Linked DNA regions of Mus musculus: region 2 is linked to region 1. A link is a contact called in public Micro-C data. All regions are on one chromosome and are shown on one strand. Each heading gives the region's core, a stretch centred on a gene start, on an enhancer-like site or on the middle of the called end of the contact. The rest is flanking DNA. Distances are from core to core; before and after follow the strand shown.

What was found. Hi-C and Micro-C count contacts between places; a contact is called where the count stands out from the background.
Region 2: a contact with region 1 is called in a Micro-C map of embryonic stem cells, with 9 times the contacts expected there. The contact joins the promoter of Cdc42ep4 here to the promoter of Arsg in region 1.

Annotation. Positions count from the first base shown.
Region 1 is chr11:109,470,426-109,475,850 of GRCm38.p6, reverse strand. Arsg (arylsulfatase G) reads right to left here and starts at 2,477. Exons shown (of 14, transcript NM_028710.3): 1 at 2,430-2,477. Slc16a6 (solute carrier family 16 (monocarboxylic acid transporters), member 6) reads left to right here and starts at 2,253. Exons shown (of 6, transcript NM_001029842.2): 1 at 2,253-2,603. The coding sequence starts at 2,359.
Region 2 is chr11:113,748,883-113,754,307 of GRCm38.p6, reverse strand. It overlaps Cdc42ep4 (CDC42 effector protein (Rho GTPase binding) 4), which reads left to right and starts at 2,493. Exons shown (of 2, transcript NM_001163346.1): 1 at 2,493-2,620.

The DNA of each region.
Region 1 (5,425 bases), core at 1,228-3,727:
CATTGTACCACACCAGGACAAGCCAAACCTGATGGAGCGGACCTATAATTCCAGCACTTAGGTGAATTCCGAGGATCGGGAATTTAAGGTCATCCTCATCAGATTTTATCTCAAAAACCCAAATAAGTCAGGCATAGTGGTCCATGCCTTTGGCAGGTCTGAATTTGAGAGCTGCCTGGTGGCTATCCTGGAACACAGAGAAACCCTATCTGGAAAAACAAAACAAAACCAACACATCAAATCACATGGGTGCTACTTAATTCAGTATCGGAACCAACACAGATGTAAAACAATGAGTTATAATAAAATAGCAATAATACACTTTTTTTTTTTTCAAGACAGTCTTTCTCTGTGTAGCCCTTGCTGTCCTGGAACTCACTTTGTAGACCAGGCTGTCCTTGAACTCAGAAATCCGCCTGCCTCTGCCTCCAAGTGCTGGGATCAAAGGCGTGCACCACCACTGTCCCCGTGAAGTAATACATTATTAATAATTAATTCTACCTGGCTGCTGTTACTGCCCTCCACAGCCTGGTTTTATCCAGTCATTCATTCATTGATGTCTAGGACTTTGGGCACTATCTAAGTTTTAAACTCAGAGGTTGAGAAAACTCAAGAGGTAGGCATCACGGCACATGCCAGCGTTTTCAGTGCTTGGGAGGCACAGTCAGAAAGATTGCAAGCCCAAGATCAGCTGAGCTCCATCTTTAAAACGTGTCTTAAAATCGTGCCATTTCCAGCCAGGCAGAGCGTATTGTGCCTGTAGTCACAGCTACAGTGCAGGATGAGGCTGGTGGACGGGTTGAAGCTAGGCGGTGCAGACCAGTTACAGACAGACCTTGGTTAAGAAAAAGAAGCCTGCGACAGGCGGTGGTGGTGCACGCCTTTAATCCCAGCACTCGGGAGGCAGAGGCCAGCCTGGTTTCAAAGCTGTCTTGAAAAAACCAAAAGAAAAAGAAAAAAGAACCCTGCGATCCCATCACTTTGGAGGCCGAGACAGGAGGATCTTCAGTTTTAGGTTAGTCTTGGCTTGGCTAGTGAGATCGTGTTTTTTAAAAACAAACAAACCAGGATTTGGGGGGGGGGGGGTCAAATATAAGTTTGAAGCCAGCGTGGACTACACCTGTCTGGGATGGGGTAAAGGTTTAATTATTCCCACAAATTTGCCAGTTATTATTCAGTGGTAGCCTGGCTGGACTACAGTGACCAGAGTAACACACTCTGCACCAATACACCTGCCTCCTCACTTAGCCACACCAGAGCCTATTGACAGCACTGGGTGACTGCATTCCCAAATCCTGGGGGAAATGACAGAGCAAGGAAAGGTTTTTATTAAAATTTTGAACCGGTGCTCCTCCCGGTGGGTGGCGACCCTTCAGGCACACTCCCAAAGTAGGTTCTCTGCAGTTTCTAACATCAGAAAGACAATCTCTGAGCCACAATCAACCGACGTGGGTTGCCTAAGTCTGAGGGGGGAAGGGGGGGGAATGCAGAGGAACAGGGCTTTTGCTGTGAGGCAGTACCCAGTTTTTCTCCAGAGGTGTGAGATGGAGTCCAGGAAACCAACTTTGCGCCCCCTCTGGCTCTGAACAGTCCCTAATCCTCAGACACGCGCTGTCCTCAGGAATAACTCGGGCTTCTCCGGAAGCATCCATTTAGTTCATAGTGACCTTTGGGATCAGGGGGCTTGGAGGTTTGGGGGTCTCGATCCCCCCAGAAGCCTCCTGGGGGGGGGGGGGGTTAAGGCTGCCGTGCACCTGTGCTCACGCCGCCTCCCGCCTAGGCGGGTGCGCGCGCACGGAGAAGCGGAGATGCTGACTCAGCCAGGCTTCTCCCATCTCTTTCGCGCAGCGCGGATGCTGGCGGCTGGTGGCTGCTGCGGCTGCAAACAAGGCAGCACGGGGAGGGGAGGCGGGGGAACACGACAGTGCACCGGCAGCAACCCAGCCGCGGGCTCCTTAGGGCCCATTGCGGCACTTCCCCCCGCATGCCCGGAAGGGGAACTGGCGGGGCGCGCGAGTTGACGAAATTTGGGGGGGAAGTGGTCTCTAGAGGAGGAACTCGGGATCCCGCGCGTGCTCCGCTCACACCCAAACTGGAAGGAACCTGTTCAGTCCGGGACCAGGGACGCGCGGGACCAGCCCAAACGCGCGCCTCCCCTGCCCTCCCAACCCCCCCTCCCCAGCCTCCTCACTGGCTCCCCAAATCCTCAGGGCGCGGGCGGACCCGGGAGCTGCGCTCGGAGAGGGGGTGCAGGGGCGCACTCGGTCGCCCCGGGCTCGATCGCGCTCCCGCTCGCACTGCAGCTAAGTGCCGGGGTCCGATCGGGCCGGGATCACACGGGCACGCGCGGATGAGGGGATGAGGGCGTCGGGCCAAGGACCCCAGAGGCGTCGGCGGGGATGGGCGACCCGCGATGACAGCGCGGTTACCTTCCGTGACCCCCAGCCCCGGCAGCCGGCAGGCGGGGCGCGTGCCTTGCGCGGCCCCGATCCACGTGGGCCCGCGCGCGCGCACCAGGCCGGCCCCCTCCTTGCAGGCGCTCGGCGCTCCCAGCACATGGTCGGCGGCGCGCCCCCGAGGCCGGCGGAGACCGGCTGCAGCCGGTATAGGATAAGAGATAGGCAGAGAGAAGCGGGGCCGGGGCGCGGGCGGCGGCACGCACGGCCCGGGAGGAGGCGACAGGGTTGGGGGGCGGGGGGAGGGTGTGGCTCGGGTGGCCGAGGCTGGCGTGGGTTGGGGGCCAGGGTACTCCAGGCTCCCCGCCCGGAGCCAACTTGATAGAGACTCTGGCCCACGCCCTAAGGGGTTAAACCTTTTTCTCATGTTACGGAGCGGTTTATAAGAAGGCTCCGGAGGCCCAGCCTCCGCCTTATTGGGTGCCTTTTGGGGTTTATTCTCTTCCCTTCTAACTTGGTGAGTTGGTTTTATTATTTTACACGCTTAAAAGTTTGATTGTGGGGTATGGGTGTTTGTTTGTTTGTTTTTTAATATGTGTTGGGGCCTTTTTTTTTTTTTTAAGGGCGGGGAGGAGGAAAGCTTTTAACATTTTAAAGAGGTTAATCCGAAAAATATTCTGACAGTTGGGAGTGTTCGGAGCCACTGGGATGACGCGCTCGGGCAGTTGTGGGCAACTGAGAGTTGAATGTCCATGACCCTAAGTATAGATGGGTTCCAGGAAATACCTTAAAGGGTGCCCTGGCCTTTGATCGTCCCCAACCCGGGGTGAAAGGAGCCAGGCTGTGAGGCGAGTCCGGCGACCGTCTCAGACCCTCTCTGGATTTTCCTCATGAAGTTGCCGGCGCGTCAGCAGAGCGAAATGTCAGAGAGGTACCTTCCTTCCCCGGGCTCGCGCGCGCACCCAAGGCGGCCACTGAGGCAGCACGAGGGAAAAGTGGAACTTCGGGTCTCCATCCCTGTTACCCCCCTCCCCAGGGCGGTCCCGGAGAGAGACAGATTTCCCTTCGGAGCGTGGGTCCCACACCTTGCCGGGCTGCACTGTCACCCGCTTGCTGCCTGCTGGTCGGTCCCGCACAACTTCCAAGGTCCGCCGGGCTACCAGCGGCAGCAAAGTGTCGTGCAGCTGAACGGCTCCAGGCGTGGGGGGAGAATGATTTTAAAGAGGAAATAGGTTAATTTCCTTCTGGGTTGTTCTCAATCCCTGCACCGCAGCAGACAAGTGATAGAAGTTTGTTAGATGGCGTGTAAAAATGTCATCGAACAACAGGGTAGGGGGGAAGATCGTAGGAATTGAGGAACCCATTACAACTCCTTAACCTGGAAGCTGGTGGTTTGTACAGCTAGGCACTGTGCTGGCTGCTTTTGACGGGAAGGGGATTTCTACCTTAGGATTGAGATTTCAGCCTCTGGTGATCTGACTGGTTTTTTTTGTTTGTTTGTTTGTTTGTTTGTTTTGTTTTGTTTTTTTTACAAACCATTCTGATGAGTGTCTAGCTACAAGAAAGTGCCAGTTCCTATACTAAGGTCTTCCCGTGTGCCAAGCACTGTTAGGTGGCTCGGGGGTTGGGGAGAATACAGTGGTGAAACACCTTTCCTGGTAATTAAGGGACCAGCGGCACCCGGCACCGTCAAAGATAGAAACTGACAGTATGTAAATAAACAATGCAGTCAAGTGGAAAACTGGTCTTAATGAGTACCACTGGCCCTGAGTTTTCCTTCTGCGGTTTCCAGAAACAGGACTTTTCCTCAGTGGAACTCCAGAGGAAGACACTTAAATTAGGGGCTTGGGTTTCAACTCGATGGTCTTGCAAACCGGGTGAATAGCTTGTAGCCAGTGATTCATTCAAACGTGGCTGAGGCCGTTTAGCAGGTTAGAGTTGGGGAAGTTTTGTTTTTTATAGAGAGAATTCAAACGAACTTCCCACACACACATGCAGACTGGTCCAGACAACTGAGGCTAGAGACAACTTGTCAGAAGCTGTATACTCCGGTCTACATCTTGAAGGAGCTTCGAAGTGCCTCTGTTCTGCTGACACCAGCAGCCGCCAGCTCATTGCCTTCTAAGCTTGTCTTTTGAACTTCGCCCAGAACTGACCCTAGACTAACCCCAGAGACTGTATGATAATCCAGTATCTTTATGTCTTTTTGCCAAATCCTTACAACAAATTAAATCACAGTGAATGTCCCAGGTAATTATAAATCTCCAAGTCCTGTAGGACACCCATTTAAGGCCTGCTTCCTTCACCCTCTCAGGGAAACAGGCTTATTATCCTGTAGCCCAAACTGGCTTGAGACTTACTGCGTAAAGAAGCCTGCTTCAACACATAGCCCACTTCCTGTCTTGGCTTCCTGAGTGTAGCTGTCTATAGGTCTATAAGCAAAGAACTTCACTCCAGTTTGTTTTGTTTTATATTCTCTCCTTTTTCTTTTTTGACAGAGACATAAGGGTAACCAAAAGCTACTAGGAAATACACTAAACTGTCCAGCCTTTTTTTTTTCCATCAGAAGGACATTGGGGGGTCTTGGGTGAAAAGCCAGCAGGCGCTTACTCAGAATAACAGAACTATCTAATGGGGAAAAACCTAGAAATCGCCTTCACAGATGCAATTTAGCCATCAGGAGATTTCTGCTAGTCCGGAACCACTGCCCAAAGGGTTTCCAGAAGATAAACCCACACTGGGCTAATCTGTAGGTGGTAACTCAGAGTCAGTCGGGGTCAAAGGCCATCCCTTGGGATTGCCTCTTCTTAGGGGACAAGCTTTGGACTCAGAACCTAGTTAGATTCAGAATCTACGTGTTGGGAACACTGAACATCAAGAAGAGAAGCCGTGGCCGGAGACCAATCAGGTTGTTTAACCAGCTCTGCCATTTAAAGCCCCACAAGGTGTTTCCCATCAGATACAAAACCAAACGGACTGGTAGTTTTCGCAGTCTGTAATTTGTGGAGGCCTTTGAGTCGTCAAGTTGA
Region 2 (5,425 bases), core at 1,244-3,743, 4.3 Mb before region 1:
TCTAGGAGCACAGGGAGGCGGGTGCCCAGGAGGGAAACCACTGGGGTATGGCACCATCCGGGAAGGCCACTGAGAGCCTGCATCTGGGGGAGTTCATGGGGGAAGGTTAACGTTTGCACTAGTAGGGGAAGCGGGGGGGGGGGGGGAGGGGTGCTGTTGTGTTGTAGAAATCCCAGTTTCTAAATCCGAGTCACTTGGCACCAATGCTGTGTTTTATAAAAAAGAACAAGAAGCCAGGGTTATGTTTGGTGGAGGCGCGGTATGGTGTGGGGAAGGGGGTGCCTCTGCGGGCCCATGCTGAGGCACCCCTTCCCCCTGAGGGACCAGCCACACGATGGTATAGTATGGAATAAAGTTTATTTAGGGCATAGGGAGGGGAGTTGAAGGGGTAGCAGAGACAGAGAAAGGCAGAGAGAGGAGAGAAGAGAGAAGAGAGGAGAGAGAGAGAGAGAGAGAGAGAGAGAGAGAGAGAGAGAGAGAGAGTGTAAAGGAGTAGAGGCCGGCCATAAACATGGGGGGGGGGAGAAAGAGAGGGAAGAGAGGGAGTAAGAAGAGCGAGAGAGGACTCCTTTTTTTGTTTGTGTTTTTTTTTTTTTTTAAAGATTTATTTATTTACTATATGTAAGTACACTGTAGTTGTCTTCAGATACACCAGAAGAGCGCACCAGATCTCATTACGGGTGGTTGTGAGCCACCATGTGGTTGCTGGGATTTGAACTTCAGACCTTCGGAAGAGCAGTCGGGTGCCCTTACCCACTGAGCCATCTCACCAGCCCCCTGTTTGTGTTTTTTGAAGACAGGGTTTCTCTGTGTAGCCCTGGCTGTCCTGGAACTCACTCTGTAGACCAGGCTGGCCTCGAACTCAGAAATCCGCCTGCCTCTGCCTCCAGTGTGCTGGCATTAAAGGCGTGCACCACATTGCCTGGCAAGAGATCCTTTTATAGTGAGTCTGGCACACCTGGCTGTTGCCAGGTAACTATGGGGTGGAGCCTAGAAGGAATGTCAACAGGTGCTGTACCCATTTGAGAGATGGGAAGGCTTGTGGGCCAGTGAGGGGCAGAGTTGAAAGCCAGAGGCAACACAACTCTCTCCTACTGGTTTGCCCTAGTGCCCTGTTACAGCTACCTCTGACCCACAGACCTGACTCCGACACTGTTGTCTATTCTAAACCACATTTCTCTTTCATCTTGACAACCTCCAGGTGAGGGACCCATACAAGGACAGTCAGAGTAGGGGGAGGAGGTATAAATTCCCCATGGTAACCCAATCACGGTCAGAACCCCAGGGATATCCCCATCCCAAGTTACTTTGGACCCCGTGTTTTAGTTTCACTAATTTTGACATCTCTTTTGGTTGGTGGTGGTGCTGGGCTTGAATTGAACCAGCCTCGTGCTCCGCAGCCGGAACTGGACCCCTAGACCAGACACTGAACTTTTTTTTTTTTTTTTTTTTTTTTTTTTGGTTTTTTGAGACAGGGTTGTTTCTCTGTATAGCCCTGGCACTCACTTTGTAGACCAGGCTGGCCTCGAACTCAGAAATCTGCCTGCCTCTGCCTCCTGAGTGCTGGGATTAAAGGCGTGCACCACCACTGCCCAGCGACACTGACCTTTTAGGTTTGATTTTCACACAATATGGACAGTTTGAAGTTTTCATGGATAGACGGGGAGATGGGGGAGAGGTCGGGGATGGGGTGGGATCCTGAGAGACAGGGTTTCCAGAGGACAGTGAAGGAGCTGAGGGACCGTGAGGCAACTCTGGGGAAAAAGGAGGCTGAGGCCTACACCACCCCACCCCCACTTCCTTTAAGTAGTTAGGGAACTTTCACTTTGGGTTGGCTCCGTTTCCTCTTTATTGACTATTTCGCCCCTGGCTTTTATTGCTTTTAATGATCATTCATAGGTGGGGCTTCCTCTACCCAAGCACGCGGGATTTAATTCCGGGAGGTTCCCTGGGAGGGTACTTAAGAGCCCATGATCACCAGACAGAGCTATCAAAGCCAGGTCACCTTGCTGAAAAGTTCCTCCACTGCTCAGACCGGGTCTGGACTCGGGCGGACCTGCTTCTCCCGCCCTCCAGATGGAGAGGGAATCCACGGAGCCCAAGCTCCTGCTCGTGGTCCAGAAGTGGGTAACGTCCTGGAGGGAGTTGTTTTCTTACCATTGTTCAAAACTGGAAGAGCCAAGAGAGAGCTTCCCCTTGGTTCCTGGGGAGGGGATGTGCTCCTGTTTCTGCGGACCGCACGTCGGTTCCGCGGCAGAGCACTGGGGGCTGTGGGGCGCGACTCCTCAAAGCAAGACCTGCTCTGTCTACCCTACTAGGAGCTTGTGGGGGGCGTCTCAGGCTTTTAGATTTGAACCTGGGAGGCCAAGCAGCCGAGTTGAGTTCCGTGGCAGTCATTGGCTGCTGCGACGGAGTGACATCAGCGCGGAGGGAAATGGGAGGGAGGGCTGGGAGGAGCCTGGGAGGGGAGTGTCCTAGCTTCTAGCACACTCGGAGCCCCGGGAGCCAGAGGAAACAAACGCCGGCGCTGCCATGGGTCGCCAGCCTTGCCGAGGCGCCAAGCACACCGAGGGGAGCGTACAGCCGCACCTGGTCCGCGCTCGGGGAGCTGGGGACCGAGGTAGGCGACGAGCATCCGTTTGTGGCCCAGTGGCCGCGTGAGGCCTGGGTAGGCTCGAGACCCCTGGTGACGTGGAGAAGGTAGAAAGACCCGGGGATGGGGAAGATGAGGACCTAGGAGCAGGGCGCGCGCGCACACAAACACACCCCTCTGTGCCCAGCGTGGGTAGGCATGCCTGGGACCAGACCCAGAGTCACATACCGTGTCCCAGAAAATCATTTGCGGAGGAGGGGGTAACAACAGGGCTCAGCGTCGCCAGTACGCCCCGATCTGGCCACGGGGACTGTTCGGGGTGGGGTGAGTGGGCAGGTTTTAAAGGTCCACCCCCTCGCGCAGGAATGGGGTGTGTGTTGCCGTGGGCAGGCACACAACAATCGGCGGCGGTCGCCCCGAGGGGGGCGTGTGCGCACAGACTTCTCCATGAATAACCGCTGAGTTCGTCGGTAGTGGTAGAGGGGTGTACGCGTGCTCTCCCGTGTACACACACTGCTTTAGGCGCCACCCGGTGTCGCCCGGCCGGGGAGAAAGGAGGGCAAGAGCCGGCTGGAAGGCAATAGCCTAAAGAGCAAATACTCCCCGCCCGTCGGAGCCCTTCCTTCTCCCGCCCCGCCCGCCTCCCTTGGAAGACTTGGAGGCCAAGGCCGCAAGAGGCGCAGGGTGGGGCTGGGCCGAGCTGGCGGTCCCTTAGAAACCTGGGACGAGGCTTTACGCGGGGGGACCTGCGCGCGCGCCCGGTACGTCCGAAGCATGGGGCTCGAGGCTTTTTCAGGGGCGAGTAGGTAGCGGTTGGTTAATGATTTAACCGCTGGCTTGGGACGTTGAAGGCTGCGATCCTGATCTCTGGCTCCTCCCCATTCCTGGAGCGCCCCCAGCCGGAGGAACAAATCTGCCCTCCTGTGTCTGTGGCGTCGTCTGCTGGAGCTGCCTTTCCCCTTTGGGGGACCCCTGGTTGCTGTGGGTGAGTGTCCTAGACTGGCGGGGTGGATGGCGGTTGAGCTTCCTGGGAACAGACCGTAGGACTTGCGTGTGTGCCTGCGGGGGGAGGGGCGCTCCCTCTCTGTTAACTCAAACCAGGTTCCTTGTGTTTGCCCAATGAAATACTGCGGCCTGGGCTTCGGAAGTTTTCTTTTTCTCCCGGGGAGAATGAAAAGGAAATACAATGCTTTCTCTTTTCTTCTTGGCTGGGAACTTCTCCCTCCCCCCCCTTCACCCACCCTCCAACAGTCTCACCTCTTGCAATCTGACCGGCTCCCACGTCTCTCCCTGGGCCGACAGCTCCCATTCTTTGCCCAGGTAGTTGAGCCGTTGAATGAGGAAAGCTTCCTTGTGGGTGTCTTTACTTTGAAACCTCTTGTCCATTCTCGCTGGAGCGGTTGGGATACTTTTCATCCTTACCCCCAGCAACCATCTGGACCCGAGATCTGGGGAGCATAAACAATGAGAGGCCCCTGGCAGGGGGCCTCTGCCTTGCAACTTCTTTGCCCTGTCTGGGTTTCCAGTAACGCCTGCAGCAGCCTCTCCCGCCCCTTTCTGAGGCCTGGCTGGAGGAGGGGGGGACCACCAGTGGGATGGAGTGAATTTTAAAGAACAAAGAACAGGGCCCACAGCATGGGGAACCTTAGCTACAGGTTTCTCCCAGAACTGGGGAGGTGGGGTTGGAGGGACGTGCTGGAGCAGAGCCAGGCCTCTGGGCAGCCCAAGGGCAGTTGGCAATAGTGGGGCATCACTAGAGACCGGGAAGCTACTATGCATGTCAGGGAGCTGATACAGGGCTGAGTGTGGGAGGGACCATGTGCTACCAGCCCTGATCAGCTGCCTGTATGTGACTACTGATTAATGTGGTTTATCTCCTCTGTGAACAGGGACTTTGCCCCTTAACTATTTCCCACTGAGTGGAACCTTGGGAGATACGGGCGGGAGGAGAGCTTCTCAGCTCCTGGTGATCGATCTTAGCGCGGACTTTAAGGAGCTGGATGCTAAAGCGAGCCTGCTCCCAAAGCAGTATTGATGTGGGGGTGTCTCGGCCCCTCTGGTAACTTCTCGGGGTTTGCAGGACCCTTTGCTCATGCTGTCTGTATGCTCGTGCTGTTCCTCTGAGCACTTCTTCCATTTTGGGGGGGGGGCTCCTGTCTCCCTCTCTTTTGAACCCTCCTTTCCCCCCTCAGTTTGTGGCTCGCATATGCCTGCTTTCGAGTTCTTGTTCTGATCCTGTGTGTGCGCCCAGCCTTCTTTTGAAACTGACCATCCGAGCTTCCCAGCAGGAAGTCGCAAGCAAAGGGAGAGTTTCCCTGTGTAAAGCTGTGGTCCCAGGGGTGGTCTCCTGCTGACCTGTAAAGGGATCCTAGACCCTCCCTTCAGAGCTTTCTCCAGGAAGGCCTGGGTCGCTCGTGGTTCAGCAACACCCTCCCCCACCCCTCCCCCACCCCTCCGCAACTGCAACTGCTTTCCCATGGCCTGGACAGGCCGTGCCCATCTGTGGCAGGCATGGTGTTTGATGTTGGTGTCTCCTTCTCTTCCTCTTTTCCTTTATCCCTGCCTCCTGCTTCCCTTGAAGTTTGGATGGAATTGGCAGGGGAGGGGCGTCTGCAAGTCAGCATCCCGGATGGCCTCGGAGGAGCGGAGGAGCGGCTCCAGCTGTTCTGGTTGGGACATCCATGCCACCGTCTCAGCCCCACAGACACTTAGGCGCTTGCCCCTGCCGGGGGAGGGAGGACTCTGCCCCTCAGAAGAACAGAGGCGCTGGGTTGATGCCAGCGATAAGGCTGGGGAGTGGAGGGGGTTGAGCAATCTCACCCTGGCAGTTGA